Linked DNA regions of Mus musculus: region 2 is linked to region 1. The links are chromatin contacts, called in public promoter capture Hi-C maps. All regions are on one chromosome and are shown on one strand. The core of a region is the stretch at or near the end of the contact, and the rest is flanking DNA. Distances in the headings are between cores, read along the strand shown.

The links. Capture Hi-C pulls out chosen DNA fragments and counts their contacts.
Region 2: a contact with region 1 is called in a promoter capture Hi-C map of pancreatic islet. The contact joins the promoter of Selenbp2 here to the promoter of Tuft1 in region 1. A contact is called at or near these places in 1 of 15 datasets of contacts at CTCF or cohesin (the G1E-ER4 cell line), 5 of 115 datasets of contacts at active chromatin or transcription factors (embryonic stem cells, extraembryonic endoderm stem cells, intestinal crypt epithelium and 2 more) and 2 of 9 other capture datasets (embryonic stem cells and pancreatic islet).

The regions. Positions count from the first base shown.
Region 1 is chr3:94,655,544-94,662,864 of GRCm38.p6, forward strand. Tuft1 (tuftelin 1) reads right to left here and starts at 3,329. Exons shown (of 13, transcript NM_011656.3): 1 at 3,182-3,329. The coding sequence starts at 3,241. It also overlaps the pseudogene BC021767.
Region 2 is chr3:94,689,941-94,696,792 of GRCm38.p6, forward strand. It overlaps Selenbp2 (selenium binding protein 2), which reads left to right and starts at 3,633. Exons shown (of 12, transcript NM_019414.2): 1 at 3,633-3,722. The coding sequence starts at 3,719.

The DNA of each region.
Region 1 (7,321 bases), core at 2,079-4,578:
TCCCCCACTGGTGACATCTGGCTTTGCTCTGGAGCATGTCATCCTTCACTAGACAATCTTCTAACCCTGCCAATCAAGGACCCCTGCCCATTCCTACTTAAGGATAATCTCAGGGGACAATGGCCCCTTTCCCTGGAATCTCAGAAGGATGGCAAAATGACCTGAACTGGCCAGAATCATCCAGAAGCAGGGATCATCCACATTACTGTCCTGGACTGCCTCGGTTCGGACCTTTTAATTGAAGCTTTCCTTTAACTTCTAGGCCCTGATCTTTTCCTTCTAGTAAACTCCTCTTTAGCTAGCTAGGTTACTTTCTGCTGTTTACTTTAGCCAAAGGAAGGTAACAGGATTGTCTAATGGGTTTGAGATTTATTTGTACTTTATATGCCAATAACTTACCAATGTCACTTTTAAACAAATACTTTTGACATTAAAATACACTTTACAACCAGATAAGGTGGTTTGCACCTTTAATCCCATTAAACATACATACAGCTGACACAAAGCTTTTGTCAGAAAGACTATCCTCGCCATCGCTCTGGCATGTTAGTTATTATTTTTTTTAAATGCTATTTCTCCTCCACTAAGGTTTTTGTTTTGAAATAAAGTCTTCCTATGTAGTCATGGCTGGCCCGAAATTTACTATGTAGACCAGGCTAGCCTCAAACTCACAGAGATCCATCAACTTCTGCCCTCCAAGTTCTGGGATTAAAGGCTTTTACCACTATGCCCAGCTTTTCCACTATGTTTTTGTTTGTTTCTTAGTAACAGGAATAAAAACAGCTGATTACGGAAGAAAAAGGCACTCCCAATAAACAAAGATAGAGTTGGGGATGTAGCTCAGTTAGACAAATGCTTGTCTGGTGTGGCCAAAGACCTGGGTTCAACTCCCAGCACCACATAAATCAGTTGAATCGTTTCCTTGCTCACAGCTTTTGCACCCTCACTGAGCATGCTCAATGGTATGAGTACATGACTGACGACATGACAGGTTCCCAGGGACTGTCCAGAGCCATAAATTTTATTTACAGGTTGGCTCAGAGGAGAAGAATCCAGGACAAAGCCTGCCTCCTGACTGACTGATTGTTTACTCTCTGCCCTTCCTCATGAGCCCAGGAATGTCTCCAAGAGTAAACCAGGCAAGGGTTATTTCACTCCTGGCTTTATAATAAAATAAGTCTCTCTATCTCCCTCTTTTGTTTTTTTCCCAAGACATGGTTTCTCTGTGTAGCCTTGGCTGTCCTGGAACTCACTCTGTAGACCAGGCTGGCCTCAAACTCAGAAATCCACCTGCCTCTGCCTCCCAAGTGCTGGGATTAAAGGTGTGCGCCACCACCGCCCAGCCATAAAATAAGTCACAAGTCTAGTCTGTCTCCCCTCTGACATATTGCTATTTTCTACCTCTGCTTTCTGTCCCAACAAACAAGAAAGAAAAGCATCAAGGGACAGCAACGGGTGACATATCCTTCTCTGTACTGCCAGGATTGTGGTTTTAAAGATCCTTCTTCTATATGAGGTGGGTCTTTTTTCTACGTCTAAAAGAAGCTCATGGGTCTAGAGAGATGGCTCAGTGGTTAAGAGAACTGTCTGCTCTTCCAGAGGTTCTGAGTTCAATTCCCAGCAAACACATGGTGGCTTACAACCATATGTAATGGGATCTGACGCCTTCTTCTGATGTGTTTGAGGACAGCTACAGTGTATGCATAAAAATACAATAAATGATTCTTCTTCCTCTTTCTTTTTTTTTAAAGCCCATGACCCCTTTTATTCATTCCATGTTCTTTCCCTGACTCAACCATTCCAAAGCACCAAGAGCATGGAGCACTTGAGGCTGGGACAATAGGATATGACTAGTTGTTGGCTGGACTTTGGTTTTGTTTATCTGATTTGGTCAACCTCTCTTACCTGGGGTAGGCTGGGGGGTGGGCTGGGCTTTGGGCAATGTCAAAACTTGTAATGTGAAAGAAACCTCCATATTTCTAGGCAAAAATGTCGAAGGAGACAGTGAACAGACTTCAATGATCAGCTGTACTCTGAACTTCAAATGAGCACCCATTCTACAACAATTCTTTGAAGAGCCATAATCCAGCTGTAGCTGGGTTAGCTTTGCCTCAAGGACATGCTGAGACAGGCAGGCGCATAGGAATCAGATGGGGGGGGTGGGGGCGCAAACTCCCCATCACTTTGGCTCTCATTTCATTCTCCACAACAACTTGGAAATAAATTAATTAGCACAGATCTATGGAGTATTTGGATCCCCCAGCAACGACTAGAAACATGCAGCATCAAATTACAGGCCTTTCCCTCTGGAGAGAAAAAAAAATATGTGGTCAGTTGAGGGTGGCATAAAGGGAGTGAGGGAGTGAGGAGGGCATAAAGGGAGCAGGGCAGACTGGATTGCACTGGAGAATGCCCCCTCTCTCTCCCTAACCCACTCCAGGTGGGTTCAGTTCTCCACTGGAGTTCCGCAGCATCCCCTTATTCCCCTACAGGGACTTGGCATCTGGACATGAAAGCAAAACCAAGGAAGCTACTGGCTGGCTGAAAGGGGGTTGGGGACCAGAAAAGCAAGATTTAAAAAAAAAAAAAAAGGAGAAATCCAAAAGAGGTGACCGTCGAGCGGAGAGCTCCATAAATCCTCTGGGCGAAAGGTAGAATCTGGTACCAATTCCGTAGTTGTCTGAGACCTATCCCGCCCACTCATGCTCTCCCCTCTCTCCTAGGATTCGACCCTCTGCCCCCTTTCCTAGTAAAAGGATCGCCATCACAGAAGTCTTTGAAGGGGTTCTGAGGCCATCGGGAAACGCGAAAAGGCGTAACCCACCTGGGCCGGCGCAACGTCCGAAACAGCGCAGGGATCCGGTCCCTCGAGCGTCTTCCACGACCCAATCTAGCTGCCCACGAGACGCCTGAGTAACGCGCCCCATGCCCGAGCCGGGGCTACAGTGTCCGCGCCAAGGACAGGACCTCCCCAGCCCTGGAGCTGCCAGTGTTTCGTCCTGTGCTTCCCACTCCACAGTCCGCCACAGGGCAAAGGAAAAAGCCCACGGAGCGACGCGGGGCTGACCGCACTGAGCCCGGCGTCAGGTGAAATGGGCTACCTGAGCCTGAGGCACGCGAGCGGCGGAGCTGGAAAGCCACTGTGCCTGAGTGGGAAGGCGGGGTGAAGGTGACGACCTACCGCGGTCTGGCTCTCCGGGTGCACGTCCACCAAGGTACACCAGTTCCGCGTCCCGTTCATCTTCACGCGGAGGTCGTATGAGCTTCCTCAACTCCGAGGTCCCGGGGAAACTAGGCCGGCAGGCGGGTGCGCGCGCGGAACCGCCCCCTAGTATAGGCGCGTCGGGGGCGGGGCTGAAGATGGGCCACGCCCAGGGCGGTATTTATCAATGAGGTAGAGCGGAAGCGAGAGGTGGGCGGTGCCAAGAGGCTTCAGGACTCGCCTACCCGTGCTATGGACGATTTACGTAAAGGTGAGGCTTGGGAGTGAAGGTCGGGTGACCGCTTAGGAATTTTACTAAGGGTACGACAAGGTATCTTGTGGTATCTCATTGGTCTTTTTCCTTTCAGTTTTCCAGGTTCGGTGCGGGAAAGAATCGGTCTGGTCGTCTGAGTTGGGGCTTGCACAAGCTTCTGTGGTCTTTCCTGAAATGTAAGCCAGCCTGTAGGCTTTTTAGAGCTGAGTACATCTTTCCTCAGAGTTCTACCACACAGGTAGAAAGGCAGGCACCAAAGACCAGCTCACTCGGACTAGTCTAAGCCAGTCTGGCAGGTGCTTTTTCCTGGCAAGTAGCCCAGGTCGAAGTCAAAGCCAGCTAAGCTCTGGGTGGGGCTTGCTTTGCAGAAACTAGACTTATATGGTAGGGAGAGGCGGGACACATGACCTTAAAAGGAATTTGCACCCTAGAGAAAGAGTCTTAGTGGCACCAAAGGCAGTTGCTTCCCAAGCTTAGGCTGGGATCTTGAGGGCTGACCTCTGGTAGAAGGCTATCTCACTGTGTGATGGTCACAGGGACAGCAGGCGCGGTGTGTAAGGTCTAATCCGATTGAATAGGCAGTACCACTAGAGGTAGCAATTCGTTTTGGTGAACATCTAGGTCCTTAAAGTGTTAGGGTGGGTGTGGGGAAACGAGGTGGGCGGGGACTAGACTGGACTCTGAGTCACTTGCCAGTGATGAATGGATACAAAGCTCTGTCTATACCTGGAAGATAATCACTAGGGACATCAGTGACCAGAATAGGAGAAAAACTCAATTCTGGTCCTTTCTCTATCCTCAAAAAAGGCATTTGTGGTTCTTTGACTGGGAAAGCCCCCCCCCCCCCCACCAGGCTCGGTCATTTGAATACCTGGTTTCCAGTTGGAGGTACTAATTGGGGGATTGCGGAAATGTAGTTTCGCTGGACAACCAAGTCACTGGGGCAGGCTTTGAGAGTTCAAAGACTCCCACCATTCCTACTTTGCTCTCTGCTTCCTGCTTGTGGTTTGAGATCTCAGCTATCACCTTTCTACCATGATGGCGATGACCTCTTACCCCTCTGGAACTGTAGGCTCAAATACACACCTCTTTATTTAACCTGTCTTGACTGTTGTTTTCTATTACAGCAGCAGACAAGTAACTCATACAGCACTCTGTATAAGCTATTCCCAGAGCTTCTTAGGACAGGATGGTTCTACTACAAGTAGTCTGTTTCCTAGATGCCTGATCAGCCACAAGAGACCTCTAAAAAATGAGCTAAAGCCTCATTTTAATGTACAGTTTCAAGGACTCTTGGAATAGGATCTACTTGGCAGGGAAAGGTGCCTGTGGCCAAGCCTCCTGACCACTTGTGTTCAATCCCAGGATTCACACTGTGGAAAATGAGAAAAGATGTTCTATCTCAAAAGTTGTTTTCTGACCTCTACAAATGTAGTATTCACATGTGTACACACACACACACACACACACACACACACACACACACGTTAAAAAAAAGAGAGAAAAGAAAAAAAAACTTTTGGAGTAGGCCTTCAAATTAACCAGAAAAATGAAGACAAGAATTTCATATAGATATGCCATTTTTAATATTTAATTTAAAATTAAACCAAGGCTGGATTGGGAGAAAATATCTGATCTGCAGAATATCTTCTTTTAAATCATGATATAGAAGTCATTGATGAGACCAGAACTTACTTTGGAGATAAGAGGCAAACCATCCCCATTACCTTCACCCACAAGAGCTTGGCATGCCCCAAAACTCAAAGGAGGAATATATTCTCCATGACCCCTTCCCATCTCTACTGAGAGTCAGCTTCCAACCCCAGGCGAGGCTCTGAAACAGGGCCCACTTCTTGAGAAAAGCAAGGATCTGTTGGTTCCCACAGAAGCTGGGCACATCCGAGAAGCCATAAGGAGGCCACAGGGACTAGATGTTTGAACTTTAGAACCTGTATCAACAGTTGCCATGGTTCCCAGGTACAACCACCTTATGGTAGCATCCTCAGTCACAGAGGGCAAGGAAGATGGAAACCCTGGGCAGAACCAGTCCCCACCACCTTACCAGGCCTTTCAAAGCCCTTCTCCCAGGGGCTGCTTGGCAGAGCAGCCTGTAGCTGCTCAGTCACTGGGGTAGGAGGACAGGCTGAGGGCCCCCAATGAGGAAAGGCTGGTCTTTGGAGAGGTATGAATGTGCAGGTTTATAAAAGGCAAGAATAGCATCCTCATCCATCTCACACTGGTAAGGCACTGAGAGTAAAGCAGCAAGGCAGGGATGGAAAAGAAAGACACACGATCTCCTGGACCCAGTGACTGGGGGAAAACAAAAATATTGCAACTGAAGAGATGCTAGGACCAATGACTGTGCAAAAAGAAGTATCTGAGAAGTGGGTAGCGCCACGCCTGCATGTCCATTACCCATAATGTTCCCTCCCTGCTCCAGAGTGGGAGGGAAAACAGTTGTGGGGATCCAGGGAGCAGAACAACATTGGGTATTTCCCTGAGCCATATGGTTAAATATTAAAGAAATAAAGCTTTACATACATGGCAATATCCATCCCTTCCTGTCCTTCACAGTTCCAGTCAGTGTATATTCTGACCATTAGTCCCACTGTAAGGGATGATGGAGAGGTCCTATAGGAAGGACTGACTCAGCAGGACTAAACACCCACTCCTCCAGTGAAAAGAACAAGTGCACCCATCCGCTCATTGCCAATGTTTATCACCATCACTCTGACCCGTACCAGTCTTAAGTCTGAATTGGATCACTTGTAGAAAAAAAAAAAAAAAAAAAAAAGACTCCGAAGCAGGCAAGACAGAGCAGAGCAGAGCAGGGCTGGCTGGGATAGGCTTGACCACAAGCCCGTTTGTGGTCCTGAGCAGAGCCTGAGCTAACATGAGCTAGTCTGCAGGTTGCTCTCAGTAAGCAGTGATGCAATGGATGAGGGGTCGTAGACGTTGTCAAACTCCTCATCAGAGCTCAGCCCCTCTTGTTTGAGGGCTGACTCAGCAGCTGAGCGGGAAGCTTTCCGCCTGAGTCAGAGAGAAAAGGAACAGACTGAGACAATCACACTTTCGTACTAAAGAAGTCATTCTTCTAAGACCTAATACTACTCACATGGTCTCCTGCTAGTCAGGGACCTAGGAAGATAAAGTGAAGGACAGAGGCTAAGATACTAAGAACTAACCATACTGACTTCTAGGCAGGATAAGGTACTACATATTTCCCCAGCTTGGGAGGGACCACTCCCTACTCCCCAAGAGCGCGGTGCAGAAGGGGGTACAGAAGGGCTGCCATATCATACCAGGCATCCTTTTCCAAGGATTTGATCCGGGCTTGGAGCTGTTCATTGACCTCATGCTGTTCCTCCAGTTCCCGCTGTGCCTTCTTCCTCAGGCTGTCCAGCCGCTCAATTTCCTCTTCTGCTTCATCCACCTGCCGCTTCAAAGCCTTCACCCTCAGGGTTAGCTAAGCAGAGTACCATGTCCGCACATTACAAAAGCATCAACTACCAAGGGATGGGACCTCCCTTGCAATGACTCTCAGACAATCCATATACTCTCCCACCTCCCCAACTCGCACTGTAACCTTGTGTAAATTCTCCAATCTCAGGGAAATTTCTGAGAAGGGTTAGGGAGCTGAGAAGATAGTGCAGACAATGAAATGTGTGCCATGCAAGCATAGAATCTAAGTTCAATCTCCCTAGGGTACACTAGCCAGCCAGACAACCTTAACCTATTTGGCTATTTGGCAAATTCCAAAATTTTTTTGAGACTTTGCCTCAAAAAAAAAAAAAAAAAAGGCTGGAATATGCTGAGGGATAACACCCAAGGTTGTCCTCCAGCCT
Region 2 (6,852 bases), core at 2,383-4,882, 35 kb after region 1:
TCAAGTTGACAGCCAAGAACAGCCATCAGACTCTGAGATTTTGAATTCATGATTCTTATATGGCAGCCTCCAGTGACACAGAATTGCAGGCTTGACCACCAGGCACAGTTTTGTTTGTTTGTTTGTTTGTTTGTTTGTTGTCTTCTCACTGTAAGTTATTTTTGAGCATCAGCTCTAGTGTCTCCCTCCCTTCTCTTTTTTTAATTTTTTTTTCACCATCCTCCCATCTTGCCCATTTCAAAGCCTGTTAAATGGGCCCAAGGAGTCTGGCTGAAGGTGAGTGTAAGAAGGTGCCCAGGTAGCAGCCTGACCTCCTGTGGCATGCCCCGTGTCAGGGCCTCCACTTCTGTTCTCAGAGCCCAGGGCCGAAGTTCACAAGCAATATTAACCAGACGCTAGATCCTCTGTCTCCTCCATAGCTGCCATGGCCTGGGCTTAGAAACAACAGCAACAAATGCAGGCTCCGCCCCCTGGTCCTCCGAGCCCATTGCTGTGGTGGGGTACTGGATGGCTGGCAGCACACAAGGTTAGCTTTGGGGATGTCCTAGCTACCACCACTCGCTGTGAATACCACATCAGCCTGGTTGGCTTCTGGAGAAGGGCATGCTAGACTGGGGAGTGAGCCCTTCGGCTCCTGAGAAGGACCGGCAGCAGCTGCTGCTGGGAATGGGAAGAGGTCCTTCCAGCCCCACTGTGGAAGCCCAAGGCCCTGGGGTGATTCTGTTGGTAGCTGGCTTCTCTCCCTGGACTGGATTGGGACAACTTCTCCCTAAAACAGCTTCATTAGCTCTGAAGCAAGATGTCAGTGAGAAAAACAGCAGACAGAAGTTAGGAGTGCTATGGAGAAACTGCCAAGACCAGTCAGGTCAGAGTGCAGGGCTAGGAATGAGCTCATTGTCAAAACAGATTCAAGGACAAAGTGTGTCCTTTGGATTTATTGACTTAGGAGGGCAAGTAAGGAAGCAGCCTCAGGGCAGATGCACACACTAGGCCAACTTAGTAGCCTCAGGGCAGATGAACACACTGGGCCAGTTTAGCCTCAGAGCAGATACACACACTAGGTCAGCTTTGCAGCCTCAGGGCAGGTGCACACACTAGGCCAGTTTTGCAGCCCCAGGACAGCTGCACACACTAGGTCAGCTTTGCAGCCTCAGGGCAGATGCACACACTAGGCCAGCTTTGTTGACTGGCTGATGGTGGACAGTGAAGAAGATACCACAGCAAGGCAAGAGATTCATTTTTTTGATTCATTTTGTCTACCCCCTTAAATCATTTAAAAATATATTTATTTATTTAACCTGTATGTGTATGACTGAAGGTATGGATATACACCATGTGCCCATGGAGGCCAGAAGAGGGCATTAGATTTCCTGGAATTTGCATTGCTTGTGAGCCACCCATTGTTGGGTGCTGGGAACTGAACCTATGTCATCTGCAAGAGCAGCAAATGCTCTTAAACACTGAGCTAAATGTATCTCCAGCCCCCACTTACATCGTTTTCAGTGAACTTTTGTAAACTCCAGGTTTAGAAGCTGATGCCTTGAATCCACAGAAAGTCTAGCTTGGCATTTACTGTGTAGACCAGGCTGGCCTCTGACTCCATGTTGAGATTACAGGAGTGTGCTACCACACCTAGGCTGGGGAACTTTATGTTGGGGAAATGACCTTTCTGACAGACTTCTGAAGGAAGGTGACCAGTGCACTGAGCCCTGTTTTGCGCGCGCACACACACACACACACACACACACACACACCCTGCAACACACACCTTCCTTTCTTCCCTTCCACAAAATACATTTACATCTGATACTCTATGCGGTGAGTTAATCCAGAGAAACTCCTCTCAGGCTGGGCTAGCTTCTTCCTTTAGAAGTAAAAGGTGGCTTAAAATGTGTCACGTGAGCTCCAACCCTGCCACCATAGCCCTTCTCTCTATCATAACTGTACCTAGAGTGATTTCTTCTGGTGGTTATCTTGAGCCCATGTTACCCATTTCCCTATTCAATGAGAGCCTCACTTCAGAGCTTTTTTTTTTTCGAGACAGGGTTTCTCTGTATAGCCCTGGCTGTCCTGGAACTCACTCTGTAGACCAGGCTGGCCTCGAAATCAGAAATCCACCTGCCTCTGCCTCCTGAGTGCTGGGATTAAAGGTGTGCTCACTTCAGAGCTTTTATCTAAGATGAAAGTAGTGTCTACCGACAGTTGGATTCCCTGAAGTGTGTGGACAGGAGCCTTCCCTGGGCAAGCACCTCACACTGAGGACAGTGGCAGCCCGGGCTCCATGGGAGAGAGGGTTACATAGTCCTCCTGCTGAGCCCTTCAAACCCACACTTTCCTAGGTGAAGGGCAGCCCTGCACGGGGTTAACAGGATCAGGCCTCAGCCTAGCTTTGAGGAGCCCTGTTAATGGGCCTCAGTGAGAGAGGATATGTCTAATCCTGTTGGGACTAGATGTCCCAGGATGGGGTGACCCAAGGTTGTGGGGAGGCTTCCCCTTCTCCTCGGAGAAGGGGAGGGAGTAACAGGGGGAGGGATTTATAAGGGCAGGACTGGGTGGAGAGGAGGGGGAGGGGGGCTTCAATCCGGATGCAAAGTGAATAAAAATAAATAAATTACTGAAAAAAAGAAAGAGTTCTTCAGCAAGCAATGATTTACTGATGTATATTACAGCCACAGGCTTAACAACCTGAGCAGACACTTACTCTTCAAGCTAGAGGACCCACCCCAAGACAAGGAGTGCCCCTGAACATTTTCTGTCGCCACCCAATTGGGGACAGTAGCATCTGTTGATTTCCTCTCTGACCCTGCATCCAGCCCCTCAGGGCAGCAGACTCTGTGGTGAGGGGGAGTTAGTTCACTTTCACCTCCTGGGGTTTCTGAGGGAAATTGGCAGTAATAGCAAACACTAGGCTTTCTCCCACTTCAAAGCTCAAGGCTCATAGTGGTTCTGGGGAAAGTGGGACCTAGGCTCACCCCTCAGCCTTGGCTCTGTGGGCAGCTGCTGTGGAAAGGCCTGGGGGAGGGGTCTGGGTGATCAGAACTGTTTTTTGGAGCATGAATGTCTAGAAGAAGAGGACAATCATCAGAGAAAGCTGGCTTTCGATGCAGCAGTGGGAACAAACAGGTCCTCAACCGTGGGTACCCTGAAATGTCCATGGGCATGGCCAGACACATAAACGAGCATTTGAAGTCACAGGAACATGTGAATGCATACATATAAACACTCCTCTCACACGGTTCCTGCTCACATGGGCACACACAGGCATATACACGTCCAGGCGGAAGCACATACAAATTCACACCTGTGCATACACAAACATAAAGGCACATGGATAGGAACCCACAGGAGAAGGCTACACAGGCACACAAACTTAATACAGACCAAAGTACCCACTAATGGCTCAGATGTTTTTTGCATGTGTATATACACGTACATATGTGCACACCTGTGCACAAGTGTGCGTGTGTGCACACACACACCCTGTAATTTGAACAGCCAGGCCACTTGACAGCTTCCTGGTTAGCTGCCCTTTATAGTTTACCCTGGAAGGCAGCCAGGTCCCTCCCCTTGCTCCACCTCTCCCCCAATTAGATGCATAAATTCCCTCCTTTTGCCCCTTACCTGTGCAGTCTGCACTTAATACCAGCACTGGTCTCTGCTGAGCCTCTGCTCATTCCTGGCAAATCCTGCAGGACCCGAGTGTCAGCCAGCCAGCAGCATGGGTAAGGAAAAGGCTCTCAAACCATGTGTAGGCTGCCTGTAGTTTGGAGGGTCCTCCTCCTTCCAGGAAATGACCCGGAACTGTGAGGCAGACAGTGACGAAAGAGTTGGACTCTTGTTCCTACCCTGCAGACATGCACATAGCAGCTCAAGTGAAAACTTCATGCACACTATTTTTCAGCCTGGCCTAAGTTCTAAGGAACAGAAAGGGACCGCCAGAAATGGTGGTTTGTGAATCCTACCCAACCTCGGTAGGGGAAGGGGCAGGGGCAGTGCAGCTTGTCACCCTCGTAAATATATGATTCTGGTTTTAGCACGGGGTCAATGGGTTGGGGGGGCGGGTGTTACAAAAGAACAATCATCACAGCCTGGATCTCTCAAGCTGCTTCATATCACCAGTCAATGGGGGAAGTCAGGGGCAGCCACACTAGCGCACTGAGGGCCTGATTCTGCGCCCCTCCCAAGTCCCACAGCCCTCTTATCCTTTTGCCTGCGAGCTCCTGGGTATCAGTCTGAGAGTCTGGGTTTCAGAAGGAATGTTGAGGCCCTGCTCCCCTTATTGCTGGCTCTTCCCTGGGCTAGTAGAAAGACCAGTGGCCATCCTGGCACAGAAAATCCACTTGAACTTTGCCTGGGTTCCCCAAACTCAAAATGTCATAGACCTTGCTTAAAATGCTTACGACTGGAGGATGCCACACAGAGAAAGATGGTGCCCCAGGCGACCTAGCAGCCTGGACCAAGCCTTGGGTGGTGGGATAAACCTCCTCCACTTTTCTCCTCTTCTTAATGATGTTTTTATTTTATGAACATTTCTGTATGTTCATGTGTAGCACATACGTATCTAGTGCCAACTGGGGCCAGAAGAAGGTGTCAGACAGTTCTGAGTTCCATGGGTGTGTTCTTCACCCCTGAGCCATTTCTTGAGTCCTAGAACAGAATTTGTTGTTGTTGTTATTGTTGTTAGGGTTGTTTGTTTGTGGTTGGTTGGTTGGTTGGTTGGTTTCTGAGACAGGGTCTCACTATGTAGCTCTGGCTGATCTGGAACTCACTGTATGTAGATCAGGCTGACAGAGATCCTCTGGCCTCTGCCTCTTGAGTGCTGGGCTTCATGTGTTGCACCCCTTTAAGTCAGTGTGTGGTGGCTCATGCCTGTCACCTCAGTGCTAAGGAGACTGAGGCAGAAGGATCTTGGGGAGATCGGGCTCCCCAACTCCAACACTGTTACTGCTTCCCTACTTCGTATACCTTCTCGATGTGGATCTCCTGGGTGCAGAAGAGGCTGCTCTGGCCTTGAGGCTTCCTTATTATTTCCTTACATGTTTACTTGATGTGTGTGAGGCCAGAGAGCGTGTTAGATCTCCTGGAGCTGGAGTTACAGTTCACAGGGTTTCTCTGTATAGCTCTGGCTGTCCTGGAACTGACTCTGTAGACCAGGCTGGCCTCGAACTCAGAAATCTACCTGCCTCTGCCTCCTGAGTGCTAGGATCAAAGGCGTGCGCTACCACGCCCGGCTGGAGTTACAGTTCTTGACCACCATGTGGATGCTGTGAATCAAATCTGGGGTCTTCATAAGAGCAGTCATTGCTCTTAGCCTGAACCATGTCTCTAACCTCTCTCGGGCCTGCTTGTGGACCTGGGTCAGGGCAGGGGCAGAGCACAGGCCTGTGAGCTCCACTTCAGAATTTCTTTCAACCTACATGAGCCTGTTCAACCTCCAGAGTCTGGCCCACACTCAAAAAGCTGGAATCTTGGCAACTGTCTTGTCAGACTGTAGGGTCCGGAAGGGCCTCTCCCTATAGCTGTGATCACTAGGAAAATAGAAAGAAGCCTAAGGACACACAACTGGCATCAGTCTTTTTTTTCTTTTTTCTTTTCTTTTCTTTTTTTCTTTTTTTGGTTTTTCAAGACAGGGTTTCTCTGTGTAGCCCTGGCTGTCCTGGAACTCACTTTATAGACCAGGCTGGCCTCGAACACAGAAATCCGCCTGTCTCTGCCTCCCAAGTGCTGGGATTAAAGGCATGCGCCACTAAGCCCGGCCTGGCATCAGTCTTGACCAAATACACACACTCCCTGGCTTTGGATTGATTGTGTAATCCTGAGTGTGACCAGCAACCCAGCTCAGGACCCCAGCTGGATGGAGGAAGTTTCTGGGTCCTGCTCTGGCTGAATTTGGTGGAAGATGCAGCCTTCCCATTCTCGAGGGCTGCTCCTCAGAACAGACCTCAGAAGGCTGCCTACTTGGTTTAGGTCTCACAGAGGCCCCTCCGGGATTTTGTTTTATCATGTTGAACCAAAAACCTTCCAATGATAGGCAAGTGCTCTATCACTGAGCAGCTTCCCTCGGTGGGTCGTTTGATTTTAAGATTTAGTGTGTGTCTGTGTGTGTGTGTGTGTGTGTGTGTGTGTGTGTGTGTGTGTGTGTATGCGCTGGTGAGTGGTGCAGCCCTCAGAGGTCAGAGGCATCTGACCTCCCCAGAGCTGAACTCTGTGCTTGCTGGTAGCTGGGAATTGAATTGCTGAGCCTTCCTAGCTCACTTTTGCTTTTTTGAGACAGGGTCTTTCTATGTAACCCTGACTGCCCCAAAACTATGTAGACCTGGCTGGCCTTGAACTTGCGGATCTCCACCTGCCTCTGCTTGCTGGGATTAAAAGCATTAAAGGCATGAGCCCTAAATCAGTTTTTGCTATGTAGCAAGGCTAGTGTTGAACTCATGCTGCTTCTGCCTCCCTAAGGCCGTGTGCCCATCCCCCTGTGGTGCTCTCATTATCTCTTCTTCACATACAAACTGGAAACTGAGTTAGATAATTTGCCCAAGTTCTGCCCAAGACTGGCCAGGTAGGCTACGGCAGGAATCGAAGTCAGTGTTATGATTACTGAGGACACAGGCTCTGCCTCACCTCCTCCAGTCCACTTCCAGGTCATGTGGCTCCACTCTTCCACCTCACCCTCATCAGAGATGGGGGACTGGGTTGGGGGATGGGTTGGGGGTACTGGGCCAAAGTGATGGGGCTGAAGTAGGGACCTGGGGCAGCAGTGAGTCTGCCTTGCCTGCCAGATGTGTCACAGGCTGCATAAAGAGAGAATCACACTCCAAAGCAGGCCCCAGCCAACGTGTTCCCATTATTTCTACA